Linked DNA regions of Mus musculus: region 1 is linked to region 2. A link is a contact called in public Hi-C data. All regions are on one chromosome and are shown on one strand. Each heading gives the region's core, a stretch centred on a gene start, on an enhancer-like site or on the middle of the called end of the contact. The rest is flanking DNA. Distances are from core to core; before and after follow the strand shown. Region 1 has its middle 87 kb from the start of Gm31550. Region 2 has its middle 89 kb from the start of Mir30d.

Evidence for each region. A called contact is a pair of places that touch in the nucleus more often than the background predicts.
Region 1: a contact with region 2 is called in a Hi-C map of cortical neurons, with 3 times the contacts expected there. The contact joins two enhancer-like sites. A contact is called at or near these places in 3 of 484 Hi-C or Micro-C datasets (cerebral cortex and cortical neurons).

What each region holds. Positions count from the first base shown.
Region 1 is chr15:69,101,019-69,107,657 of GRCm38.p6, reverse strand. It overlaps a transcript of Khdrbs3 not described here. Among named protein-coding and RNA genes, the nearest start is that of Gm31550, 87 kb to the right of the region's middle. Within about 2 kb of position 2,632, at least 11 of the 459 cell types and tissues checked have an H3K27ac peak or open chromatin away from gene starts, as enhancers often do. A contact at or near this core is called in cortical neurons, where this site is marked.
Region 2 is chr15:68,427,204-68,433,417 of GRCm38.p6, reverse strand. No RefSeq gene overlaps it. Among named protein-coding and RNA genes, the nearest start is that of Mir30d, 89 kb to the right of the region's middle. Within about 2 kb of position 4,802, at least 12 of the 459 cell types and tissues checked have an H3K27ac peak or open chromatin away from gene starts, as enhancers often do. A contact at or near this core is called in cortical neurons, where this site is marked.

The DNA.
Region 1 (6,639 bases), core at 1,383-3,882, 680 kb before region 2:
AAGACAGTGCTGGTCTTGTGAAGGTGTGTTTTTAATTTGTGTGTGTTCCTATCATACTTCCTTCTCTTTTAAGGTATTATCCTGAAGGACCTAAGGGCTAGACATGCCTCCTACATAGAATGGGAACTGACTTTCAAGCATGGCCAGTGCATGGCCAACTCTTCCCGCAGGCTGGCTGTTTTGAAAGCCATCATGAGCAGCTCCAGAGCTGGCCCAGAGGATATGAAGGGGGGAGCTGGAAGGGATTCAGTGAAGAGGAAGCAGTGGTCACTGTTGAAGCTGAAACGACCTTCAGTTTGTAAAGTCAACTGTGACTCTAAAAATGCATCAACTTGCACTGTGGTTGAGAACAGCATCCTCCAAGAGACCACAAAATAGGGTCAATCTGACCCCATCTCAACCTCACATCCATGTTAGGCCACTGGGGACTCAGGGAAGGATAATGGTGCATCAGTCTGTCCTTCTTAAGTGCAGGACATACACACACGGACACACACACAGACACAGACACTTTGTGTAGGTCTAGCGAATATGCGACACTTTAGTGGACCCAAGGAAGTATATAACAGGCACAAATTCCTCTGTTCACTACATTTTGCAGTTAGAAACCCACCCCATGGATATAAATGTGGGTGCTGGGATGCTGTGACCAATGTTAGGCTGGGGATAAGGAAAGTTCATGGGAAGTGCTCCTAGCAGAGATAACTTACTTAGGGGCAGTGCCACACTGTTGGGAAGCATATTGGAAGAAAAGGAAAGAGTTCATGATGGTATAAAGTGCAGATATGAAGACTGCAGACTCCAGAGGAAGGGAAACAAACCCCGAAGACTAGGACAGATATAAAGCTGGTTGTATGTGTGGTGAGAGTTCAGCACAGGCAGACTTAAGAATTCAGGAGGAAGACTGAAGAGCCATTGGGAAGGTAAGCTGGCCCAGAAGGGAGAGGGTTCTCAGACCGTAGGGAGTTTGATGTTTACTCTAGAGACAATTAAACAGCATCAAAAGATCTTGGTGCAGAGATAGTTAGACATCCAGGAAATGCAGTCTAAAGCAGGGTACGAAGAGATGACACAAGTTAAATACTGGAGACCTGAAGAAGCATCAAATGATGCTTCCAACAGGATCTTACAGAAATAGCATAGCTTTCAGTTAGGTCTGTGAAGCTGGGGTGCTGGCTGGTTTTGTGTGTCAACTTAACACGTGAGAGCCATCAGAGAGGAAGGAGGCCCAGTTGCTGAAAGGCCTTCATGAAATCCAGCAGGAAGGCATTGTTTCAATTAGTGATCAATGCGGGAAGGGCCAGGCCATTGTGGGTGCTCTGATGATCCTGAGTTCTATTAGAAAGCAGGCTGAACAAGCCATGTGAAGCAAGTCAGTAAGCAGCACCCCTCCGTGGTCTCTGTATCAGCTCCTGCCTCCAGTATCCTGCCATGCTTGAGCTCCAGTCCTGACTTCCTTTGGTGATGAACAGCAGTGTGGAAGTATAAGCTGAATAAATCCTTTCCTACCCAACTTGCATTTAGGTCATGGTGTTTTGTCCTAACAAGAGAAACCTTTACTAAGACACTAGGGATCTGAGCATCAGTGAGTGGGACTGCTGCCAAGGAATGGCTATACCTACATGCTATATCTCATGTGGATATGGGAGAAGTACTACTGTAAGTGATAGTTGATAGAGATCCAGTTCTCACCATGCCGCAGGGTTTTACTACAAGAGAGTAGCATACGTGCCATAATTTTCCCATAGCCTGTAAGACAGCCTCTGCTGTCCTATCCTGAGGACAAGGATACTAATCATATGTGTGATGCACAGGTCAGTAGGAAACCAGCTTATAGATGGCCCTAGTTGTCTTACCCCCTTGTTCATAACTTTACGTGATTACCTCCAACCAAGGTTGCTTGTGACCAACAGCATGTACCACAGGTGATGTAATGTCACTTCTTAAGATAGGGTTGAAATATCTATGGCTTCTCTCATCTTCCCTTCTATCAAAGGCTCTCTCTTAAACCAGCTGTGTTGGGGAAGCTGCTACCAAGTTGTGAGGTTTCTGAGGCAGGCTGTGGGAGGAGTCACATGACAAGGAATGGAGAGGTATGGGTAACAGCCAGCCCAGTTGAGTCTGCCCAGAGTCCCACTAAGCCTCCCAAGACTCTGTGATAGAAGGGGTCCCAATGAGTCACCAGAAGACCTCTCTGAAGTCTTCAAGTGAGTGGTGTATGTTGAAGACAGGCATTTAGGGGCAAGGGCAGGGGCAGGGGTAGGCATTTAGAAGGCTGGGTTTTGTGGGTAGTATGGAGGGGGAACTTCTTACCCATATGGTTATGTTTTGTCAGTGACAGGTGAACAAATGGCAATTAGGAAAACGGACAGAGCAAACTCTCCAGGCAGAGCCAAAGTGAGGCACCAATGTAAATCTCCACCGAGGGCAGGATGAGAAGCCATTAGGGGCTATGAAAAACAGCACTGTGCCAGCGCATCTATCTGATCAGTCCAGCCTGGGCCAACCTGGTCACATTAAGGCAGAGATCCTCCAATAACAAGAAGGAAATCTTTTGGCACAGCCACAGCCACATTTTCACAACTCCACGAGACTGTCACTTTGAACATAGCGCTTTAGGGTCTAATGTAGTTAAATGCACTTGGAAAAGAGCCAGGAGCTGTTATTTTTAAAACCACAGGGAGCTGCTGAGATCCTTTTAAAACCAAACCAGAGAAAGGTTATTTTCAGCCTTCCATGCTTGAGAGCCGTTGATGAGAGGATGTCAAGCCAGGGACCCCCGAGCCTCTGAGAATTAACTCAGCCAAAGAGAAGGTGAGTCGCCCGCCTTTCAGATGGAGAAACTTTCTTTGAATCCTCTATGCTGAGAAACTCCCCCTGGCATCTTCCCCTGCAAAAAGGACAGGTGGCTGTTCTCGATCTGCAGACATTCCAAGGACACTTACTAGAGGCCAGGCTGTAGACCGAGTAAGGGATACCAACCACCTGTGTTCGTCTATCTTGTCCTATAGTCCACTTCTCTTGCCAGGTTGGTGTCCATCCAAAATTCAAACACTAGAACCTAAGGCCAGTGTGACACCAGCAGATACATTTGGGAAGTGACTAGGATTTGTTCATATCTCCAGGTTAGAGCAGGTTCCCTTGTCCTTTTCCATGGAGATGTGCAGAAGCAGAAAGAGCATGGGAACCTCCTGGCCTCCACTGTATAGACTGTCAGCGTGGGGTATTTTGGGTTGCGTACTTGGAAAGGAGGTACCCAAAGACTGAAGGGACTGGCCAGTCATGGAAGCCATCCATGACTACCATACTCTGATGGGTTTCAGGTGTAGCGCTTATCCACTACTTCTGCAGCTGGAAAACGGGTGAGTTATGCCAATTGTCATTTCCTTGGTGTGCCATGGCTGGCTGGCTGAAATGTCAGGAGGGGCACATAGAAACCCAGCCCATGTGGAGCTCTACATTAGAGTCTGAAGGGAGGCAGTGCTTGGGAGCACAGGTAGGACAGAAAGCTGTGAATTTTGTCTTTACTTGGCAGCAATGACATCCCAGTGGTGTAAAGGAAGATGCTATGGGAGGTTGAGATGTCCTCAACTGGCTATACTGAGGTAGCCTACTCCAGCCCATTGCATGGGGTGCTGAGTGGAAGCTCTGCTGCTGCCTAGCTATGCAGGTGTTACTGCATACACCAGAGGCCCCCAAGTACCAGACTTCCCAGTTCTATTCCTTACCAGCTCTCATGTCAATGAGACAGTGGGATCCCAGGGCCACTTTCTCCCTACTTTGTTCCTTCTGAAAACAAACCGAGGAGACCCATAGCTCCTTCCCCAAAGTAAAGCCTAAGCAGGAGCTAAGAAATCCTGTCTCCTTGAATGTGATACCCCAAATGTCTACACTGTAGTTGAAGTTCCTCATTCTACTTATCAGGAAAATTTCAAACAAGTAGCAACTGCGTGTAAAGATGAACTCAGAAGTCATTTACTGGATAATTGGCTGAGCAGGAAGTTAAGACAGGGATAAGCAGGTGTCGTCCCACAACCACAAAGGCACATGGGAAAGAAGGTGAAGATGTACAGCAGACTGGTAAGCTGTGGAGTTTCCGGAGTATGCATGATGAGATATGCACTGTGAAGTGACTGGGTATACAGCCTTAAGACAGGAGGATGAAGACTCTTCCAAGTGTAGAGCCCTACTGACACAGAATTGACACAGGATGCATTCGCTCAGCTGGCTGCAATTTCACCCCACTTTGCTGCATCTACCCTTGCCAATGTCTTTCCTGTATTGCTGGTGTCAAGCCCAACACCTGAGCAAAGACCTCTCACCATCTGCCAGGGAAAGTAACCCCACTACTGTCTTCCATACAGGGCTCCAAGCCTCTCATCTCTGTATCTCTCTCTCTCTCTCTCTCTAGCCTTGGTGAAGTCCTTCTAAGAGCTGACAAACCCACGCTCCTTTCTTGATCTAATCCAAGCCACTGCTTCACTCTCTTGGCCACCAATCCTGGGGCTCACTAGCCCACCTGGCATGAGGGAACAAGCCTCTTCCCTTGAGATCCTTTGTGTGGACTACCACACCCCATTTGCTCTCAGCCCATAGCAACTCCCTGGTGCACTCCTTCAATGACTTAGAAATCCATGGGTCTCTTCTCAGACATCAATCCTCACAGCATAGCATCATTGAACTCTATCTAAAGGCTGTCTGCCAGGCCTTTCTCTCTAGCTGAGCTTGTCCTCTTCTGATGTGCAGCTCACACAAGCATCACCTGCTCCTCCTACAACCAATATTCCCTGCTCAGAAAGACAGTACTTCTCAGTGGCTTGGGACCAGATTCTTTGCATCATCCAGCTGATTTCTTCCATCTCACCAGCAGTGCTAAGTGCTCTCCTCTCAAAATTCACCTGAAATCTGGCTACTGCTGCCATCCTGCATTATGTTGGCTTTCTCTTCCCTTCCTGGACTTTATGAGATTTAGCCTTTTTTTTTTGGAGAATACTACCAGATTTATGGCCTGATAATTGGCAAGGCAGGGCGACACATACTGGGTTTTTGGTTTAACTTCTCTGCTCATCCCATTAATGGCATCCATTAAACTCAAAGGTAATCCTCCATTTTGTATCCTCTTTAGCTAGCTCCCTAGCTCCACTCTTCTCTGTCTCTTTTTCACTCTTCCACTTCTTACATGAGCATCCCTGCCATCCTTCTAGCACTAGGACTACCCCCATCTCAGCAACTTTGAATACCCAGGGTCTCAGTGAAACTCCCTTGTTTACTTGTTATTGGTCTGCTAAGGCGTTGTTTTATTCTTCATCCAGGCCTGGTGGAGTGGGGCTTTCTCCTGTTGCCACAGCTCTACCACCACCACCCCATCTTCCATTTGTGGGTGGGGGCCTGTCTCCACTGGAATGGACTCCCTCTGGTTTATTCTCTGCTGTTCCTGTAGTTAGTAGCATGTATTCGTTCTTAGTAAATACAGATGTGTTTAATGAAGGTGGTAAAGTCACAGGCCAGAATTTAGGTATCAAAAGTGGAATCACGGTGACAGGCCAGAATTGAGCTGGAAGGCTCACAGCCCCAGAGGTTCAGTTGAGTCAGCAAGTAAGAAGGGAGCAAAGAGTTTCTCATTTATCTTATCATAGCCTGGTAGTCTGAGGTTGCTAATTGTTTGAATGGACTAAAGGGTATGTTGAACTGCTATGGCTCTCCCGAGCTTGTCCCCTTGCTGCTGTTCCCACCTTGTTTTACAAGCAGCCTGAGAGCTAAAGGGCACTGCTGTGTTCTCTAGCACAAGCTTTCCATACCACATAGAAGATGGAAGGGTGGATAGTTGATAAATATAAAGGTCAGAACTTTAGGAGTAGACAGCTGTGTTTTAGGGATGTATAATAAAAGGATAAGAAAAAGTTAAAACAGTTCAAAGTTATTCTGTAGTTACACATTGTCCCAAACCCAAGATGCATCCCAAACCAACATATTCGGGAAGAAAGCAATACCTCGACGACTCTTGAGACTGCTCTGGAAATTCCAGGATCAGGAAGCATGCTGTGTGAGCTTCCAGCATGAAACACATGCTCCCAGGGTGGACAGAGTGAAAATCTCAACACACTAGCAACCAATGGAAGAAGGGACAGAGTGGCACTACACAGAGACGATGACCTTTGTGTTCCATTTCAAATCACAGGCAGCACCAAAGTCCCTGCTCTGCTTGAGGTACCTCTCCTGCTGAGGCCTCTATCACAGGCTGTGACAGGACAGGTCTCTCTTGCCTAGCCCATTGACTGGCCCATAAGAGAGATGGATGTTATTCATGCATATGCAATCTGTGTAGGTCCTTGAAGTCTTGTGAGGACCAAGAGTTCTACAAGGCTCTCCAGTATGCAAGCTTTATAGAGCTGTGTAGAAATAACTAGATTTTTGGTCTTCATCTATATTAAAATAGAAGAGATTTTGATGGGGAGCCTTTATTAGCTACAATACAAAGCATTTTTTTTTTTTGTTTCTCACACAACAAAATAGAATTTTCTTTAAAAAGAAATAAAAACCTTCTAAATTAAAATAAAAAAACCACACTGTTTCATAAAAGCATTCCAAAAACACAAATCTGGGACAAAACAACAATAATCGATTGATGACTGTCACGTT
Region 2 (6,214 bases), core at 3,553-6,052:
AGGGATGACCTTGTTGAAGCCACTGGGGGTGGGCTTTAAGGTTTCAAAAGTCCATGTATGTCAAGCCCCATATCTTGCCTGTGTGTGTGTGTGTGTGTGTGTGTGTGTGTGTGTATGTGTGTGTGTGTTGATGTGTGTTAGTGTGCGTGTCTGTCTGTCTTTCTCTCTGTCTCTGTTTTTCTGTCTTTATCTTTTTTCTGCACTTGAATCCAATGCCATACTCCCCACCATGATTAAAATGTACTCTGAATCTGTAAGCAAGCCCTCAATTAATTGTTTTATGTTATAAGTGTGACTTTGGTGATGGTATAACCTCTTCTCAGCAACAGAACAATGGCTAAGACAGCCAGTCATGCTGCTATTTTAAAATCAAATTGGGTCCATCTCACCTCATCAGCCAAGAGAGGTGCTGAGCCTATTCTGAGATGAAGAACGGAGGCGACTCTCTTGTGATACAAACACTCAGTGTCTGTTGAGCACTTAAGGTCAGATGTGGTCCCCAACTTTAACTCATTTAATCTTCACAACATTTTGGGTAAGAATGTTAGCATCTACATGTGATTGTGAAGAAACTAATTTTCTAAGGTCAAGAACGTGGTGGGGAAAGATTTTGACTCTTACTGAACCCCTAAGGTCATGCTACTGAGACACTAGAGTGTGCGTGATATGAAACATGGGGCATGATCTGTTTTCTAATTACCATGATGGCAGCTAAACATCCTCCCTGTATAATACTATGAAGTCCATTAGAAGGCTGGGTTTTGCAGAACCACATATTCCTTCTGTGTGCTGAGAATTTTTCCATAGAAGTGTCTGCTGTGGCCTGCAACGTGATAGATGGAGGCTCAGCCAGCCCATTCCTGCCATTTCTCACCTCAAAGACTCTTTGCTTTGGTATCACCCAAATCCTTTCCTTCTAGGGACTCAAGAACTCCAATTCTCCTTTCCCAGGACAGGGCTATGGTCCTTCCCCCTACAATGTGTCAGCCTCTGCTCCCCAATCCTGCCTGGAAAGGTCTGGGTTGTCATCCTTGGGCCACTTTTATTTGGAGCTAGGGAGATCATTTATCAAAGACTTCTGGCCCCTTCTGGCCTCTAGATAATGGAAAATGTTCTCTGGTTCAAAACAGATCCAGGGTCTCCACATGGTATTTTCATACAAGAACACTCTGGGAGGGCTGTTCAGAGTCATCAAAAATTTGAATATTTATTAAGCAATTTCTGGAAGGCTGAAACAAGGTGACTTAGATGGGGTGCTTTTTAAATTCATAGCAAGGTGATTTTAAAAGTAGAGTTAGGCTAGAAAGACCTTATTGACAAGCAAAGGTGGGAAGTCACAACAATTCGAATCCCCCACAACACCCAGCAACTGAGTTCTAATCCCCCACAACACACAACAACTGAGTTAACCTTTGCTGAATACCTGCTATTGCTCAGGTATGCTTCTAAGGATTAATAGTCACTTCATCTTCAAAGCAATCCTACAAAGAAGGCAGTATTAGAATGCCCGTTCTACAAGCAAGGAAACCAAGACATGTATTTGTCCAAAGCCTCACAAGCTAATAAGTGGAAAAGCTAGGATTCTAACTCATGTCCTCTGAAGAAGACACTCTAGCACTCAGCCTTGTGCAATAAGTAATCAAATCCTATGACCACAGGACACATATATTGCCTGAAGTTGTAATTCTACAGGCCTGCATTAGAAGAAACATTGCTGGGATCGATACCACCAATGTATATGCATGTAATTTCTTAACATAACAGAATTTCAGATGCCCCCACTCTATATTAAGACTAATGCTAATTGCTTTGTCACATGGAAGAATTAAAGGGTACATTCTATATAAAATTCCAGGACCATTAACAACAATTTGAATTTGGAGCTGGAAAGATGGCTCAGTGGTTAAGAGCACTTACTGCACTGAAGAGGATGTGGGTTCACCCACACAGTGACTCATAATCGTCTGTAATTCCAGCTCCCAAGAGATTCGACATTTCTGATTTCTGCAGGCTCCTGCATGCACCTGATACTCAGACATACACCCAGGCATACATACATGCACATAAAATAAAATAAATAAATATTTTAAAATGTGTTTTCCCTTGGCACTACCAACTTTCCAAGCACTTAAATTCCTTAGTGCTGAATTTCTAAGAAATCTGCCTTTTCAGTTAAATTCATGGAGTGAGGGTTTTAAAGAGAGACTTGAGCTAAGTTTTATTATCCAATGCAGATAACTTTTTTGATGTGTATCAATCATTTTCATTTGTAATGTGGGTGGATTTTATATATCTGTATCTAGCTGCTGGGAGAGAAATCTTTAAAGCCTCAAGATGGGATTTTAAAAACATCTTTATAGATGAAAAAAAGCAAAAGTTTCACCTTCGAGGAAAATAAAAGAGAACATGAAGTCTATATATTTGAACACACACAATATCAAAAGAAAAAAATAAAAGACTGAGTGTGAGATCACAAATGCATGACCTTGACAGCAATTGCTTGGACAGCATAAAAGGGATTGCTTTGGTCTGCCATGGTGGAGGAGGCAGCCCAGTGTGTGCCACACTTCCACGGTCTGTCCCCATGCACAATGCTGCTGTGGGGCTTGAGGTTTTATGATTACAGATGTCTCATTCATTCTTTCATTTATTCCTTCCTTGTCCCATCTACTCTCTTTCCCCATGCATTCATCTCAGAATCTCCTCCGGAATCATTACCAAGTGGCAGGTACCATGGACAGTTCCGTTACAGATCCCTGCTTTATGGAGAGGCAAACATGTACAGTAATAGAAAGTGTTATCTGTAAACCACTCCAGCAGCAGGAAGACCAGAGAAAAATAACTCCAAAATAAATAGGGGAACAATATAATTTTTGCCCATTGAGAATCAATGAGCAGATGTGGAGCTGAAAGGATTTGGAATCACCCGTGGGTCTGTGGAAGGGCTATCTGTGGTCTGCAGCATAACTCAGGAGCTGACTGGGAAAGGAAGATAGCATGGGCATTCTTGTCCCCTAGTGAAGTGTGAACTACGCTGCACAAATAATCTAGGTCATTCTAATTGCCCATTCATGTCGTTCCCTCCAAAGTCTTTAGTTTTTCTGATTATTTTCCAGGTCAAGTCTGTGAAGGTAGAAAGCACAGGCATGGTCAAAGTGCAGAAGGGGAAAGACCTTACTCACAGCTGGGATCTGGGTGTTTTATATCTCCTAAACTTGCATGTTGAGACCTAATTGCCAATGTCATGGGAGCAGAAGGTGAGGCTTTGAGGAGGTGATTCAGCCGAGAGAGCACAGCCCTTTTAAACATGCTGAGTGACCTTAAAGGAGTGGTGTGTGGAGCTATTCTTCCCTTCTCCAGGTACTGATGCAGCAAGAGGGACTGTCGACAAGTCACAGGGTTTCTACAATCCACAGGGTTAGGGTGAGCCTCTCTAGACATGGAACAAGCTGCTACTTGACCTCAGACTTCCAGACTGCAGAGGACTGAGGGGAAAGTTTCTATCATTGGCCAGTTACTCACATATTTGGATATAGCAGCTGAAACAGATTCAGACAAGCATCTTCTCCTTCAATCTTAGTTGGATTTGTGTGTGTATGCATATGTCTACATACATGTGTGCATATGTGTACATATGTGTAGATATGTATGGCATACAAAGGTTAGCCTTGAGTACTATTCCTCAAGCTATACACCTTGTTTTTTGAATTTCTAAATGATCTAGGGCTGATTAGCCTAGGATAGACTGGGTAGTCATCAAGTCCCAAGTATCTGCCTGCCCAAAGCTGAACACACCACCAAATTTCACGTGCACACGTGTGCATGTGTATGTGAGTATGAGTGAGTGAGTGAGTGTGTGTGTGTGTGTGTGTGTGTGTGTGTGTGTGTGTGTAGGTTCTAAGAATTGGACTCAAACCCTCACGATGAAACAAAGCCCCAAACCCCCAGCGTTGTTTTTTTTTTTTTAACAAGCTGGTTTCTGACCCAAAGAGGTTATAAGATTTGCCTAAGGCTACAAAGCAAAATAAGATGCTGTTTCCCTAGCCCCCTCAATGCCTACACTTGATGCACATACCACATTATGTGAATATCCCTCAGACACCCCAACAGAGCAGCTATTATTACCCTCTCCATTGCAAAAGAAAGTGAAGTCCTTTGGTCAGGAAGCAAGCCATGTATAAGGCCACACAACCACCCTAAGTGTTCGAAACTTAAGCTGCACCAGCTAGAATCCCTTTTCTGGTCTTGGTCTCTCCTGTATGCTTTCCTGTAGGCTTGCTGCCGCCTAGAGGTAATCATAGAGCAACAGGCCCAAGGAAGGCTTTGTCTTGGGCAACAAGGAAGCTAGGTGCAGACTTGGAGGCTATTTTCATCCTCTATCAAGCTCAGCCCAGCAGCATCAGTTCTGCCACCCACTGTTGCCCCCATACCCCAAACTTCCTCATTCCTTCAACTGAGCCTGGAAATAGGTGCACATCTCCCTAGAGGGATCCGTTTACACTGATGCACAGAGCCAAAATGATACATCCTTTTGAAACAGTTGAGAACAAACTGTAGGTTTTCACAATGAATCTGTGTCCTTCAAAGTGCAGCCAAGGTGGAGCTTCATTCTGAAAGGACACACATAAGCACAAGTATAGGTGAGTAGGGGTGCAACTAAGGTTTTCCTACATCCTGTTCACTGGTGACTATCTATCTGCAGCATTCTATATAGCAAGTCTAACTATTGGTAGCTACCACCCCACTTTGAATAATACATTTCCACAGAGCCGATGGAGGCGACAAGGGACCAAAGAACAGACCAATAGCACAGCCTAGTGGCAAAGTCAGAAATGACAACTTCATTCTTCATTGTCACAGGATGAAAACAGAGAAGGGAAATAGAGAAAAGTCCCGTGTTTCCCAAGCCTAACAGTTCCACAAATGTCTCAGTAGTCCTGCCCCATTTCAGCCACAGGGATAGATGGGCAGAATGTTGCAAAAGGTTGAGATAAGTATTTGAAGAAGAATCTGATGGAGTTCAAGAAAAAAGAGTCACAATGACAGGGATACTTGGCAGTTCACAATCAACAAGGCTTTGGCAATTCCACTTTGTGTGTGAAAATAGGGAGAAGGAGAGAGACAGAGACAGAAAGAAAGACAGAAATACAGAAACAGAGAGGTGTGTCACATAAAAAAAACATGTTTATACTTTCCAGCAGTGCTGCATGCAATTTAAGTTTTCCTAATGTGACAAAACCATGCTCTCAAGCAAGCATCTCAGTTGTGAGGTCCTTCTCTCCAGGTCAGCTGGAGTCCGTGCTTTTAAGAAAATTATAATCTTCTACCTAAACAAACAAAAAACTTGTAGCATTGACATAAAAACGTAGCCATCTCATCAATGAAAGAAGGGGATCATGAAGCAACCACTGAGTATTCAAAGCTGCTCTACAAGTTGACAAGAAACCCAGGGGCTTAACCAGTACCCCTTCCATAGCATCTGAATGACACAGATGGTCAAGCCCCAGGCTAATGGGCATACATGCTGGCATCACTGCTAAAATAATTGTTCTGTCTCTCTGACTGTGGGTTTTCTCCTCTGCCATGTTGGAGCAATGATGATAAGTTTTGCACATGGTGGTTGTTAGAACTAATGTAAACCACATTGATCATCAGATACTAACATCTCAGCCGGTGGTGTCTGTCAACAGATAACTAGGATGAATAAATTATTTAATGTAGCCAATGACAAATTTACCCACCAACCATTGCTTCCTAAGAGACTAACACTAAGAACTAGGAACTCAGACCTGGCCAGATTTCTTCTTGAGTATCCAGAACCTGCTTCCAAAGTGTGGTATGAGAGCAGGCTGCAACATCCTCACCAGGAACTTATTAGACAAGCATGTCTGAGGCCTCTCCCAGATCCACCCAATCAAAATCTGAAGTTTAAAATAATGTCAGAGTTTTCAGTCTAAGAAATCCTGCTGGCCTGTAAAACTAGAGGCTGTCTAAATGCTGGTCTGTGTGGAGTGAAATCTAGTTTGAATGAAGCAAGGCTTTTCCTTTCTGCAAATGGTCCCTCTTCATTGGAGGAAAGATATAACTGGACTATTTGGTGGCATTGTAATGTCACTTGGGGAAATCAACAAGTATCCTTCCTGTGCACAAGAAGCCAAGGAGTGATATGTATTCACAAAAATATGAACAAGCCTTTGGAAGAGAGTGACCAGAA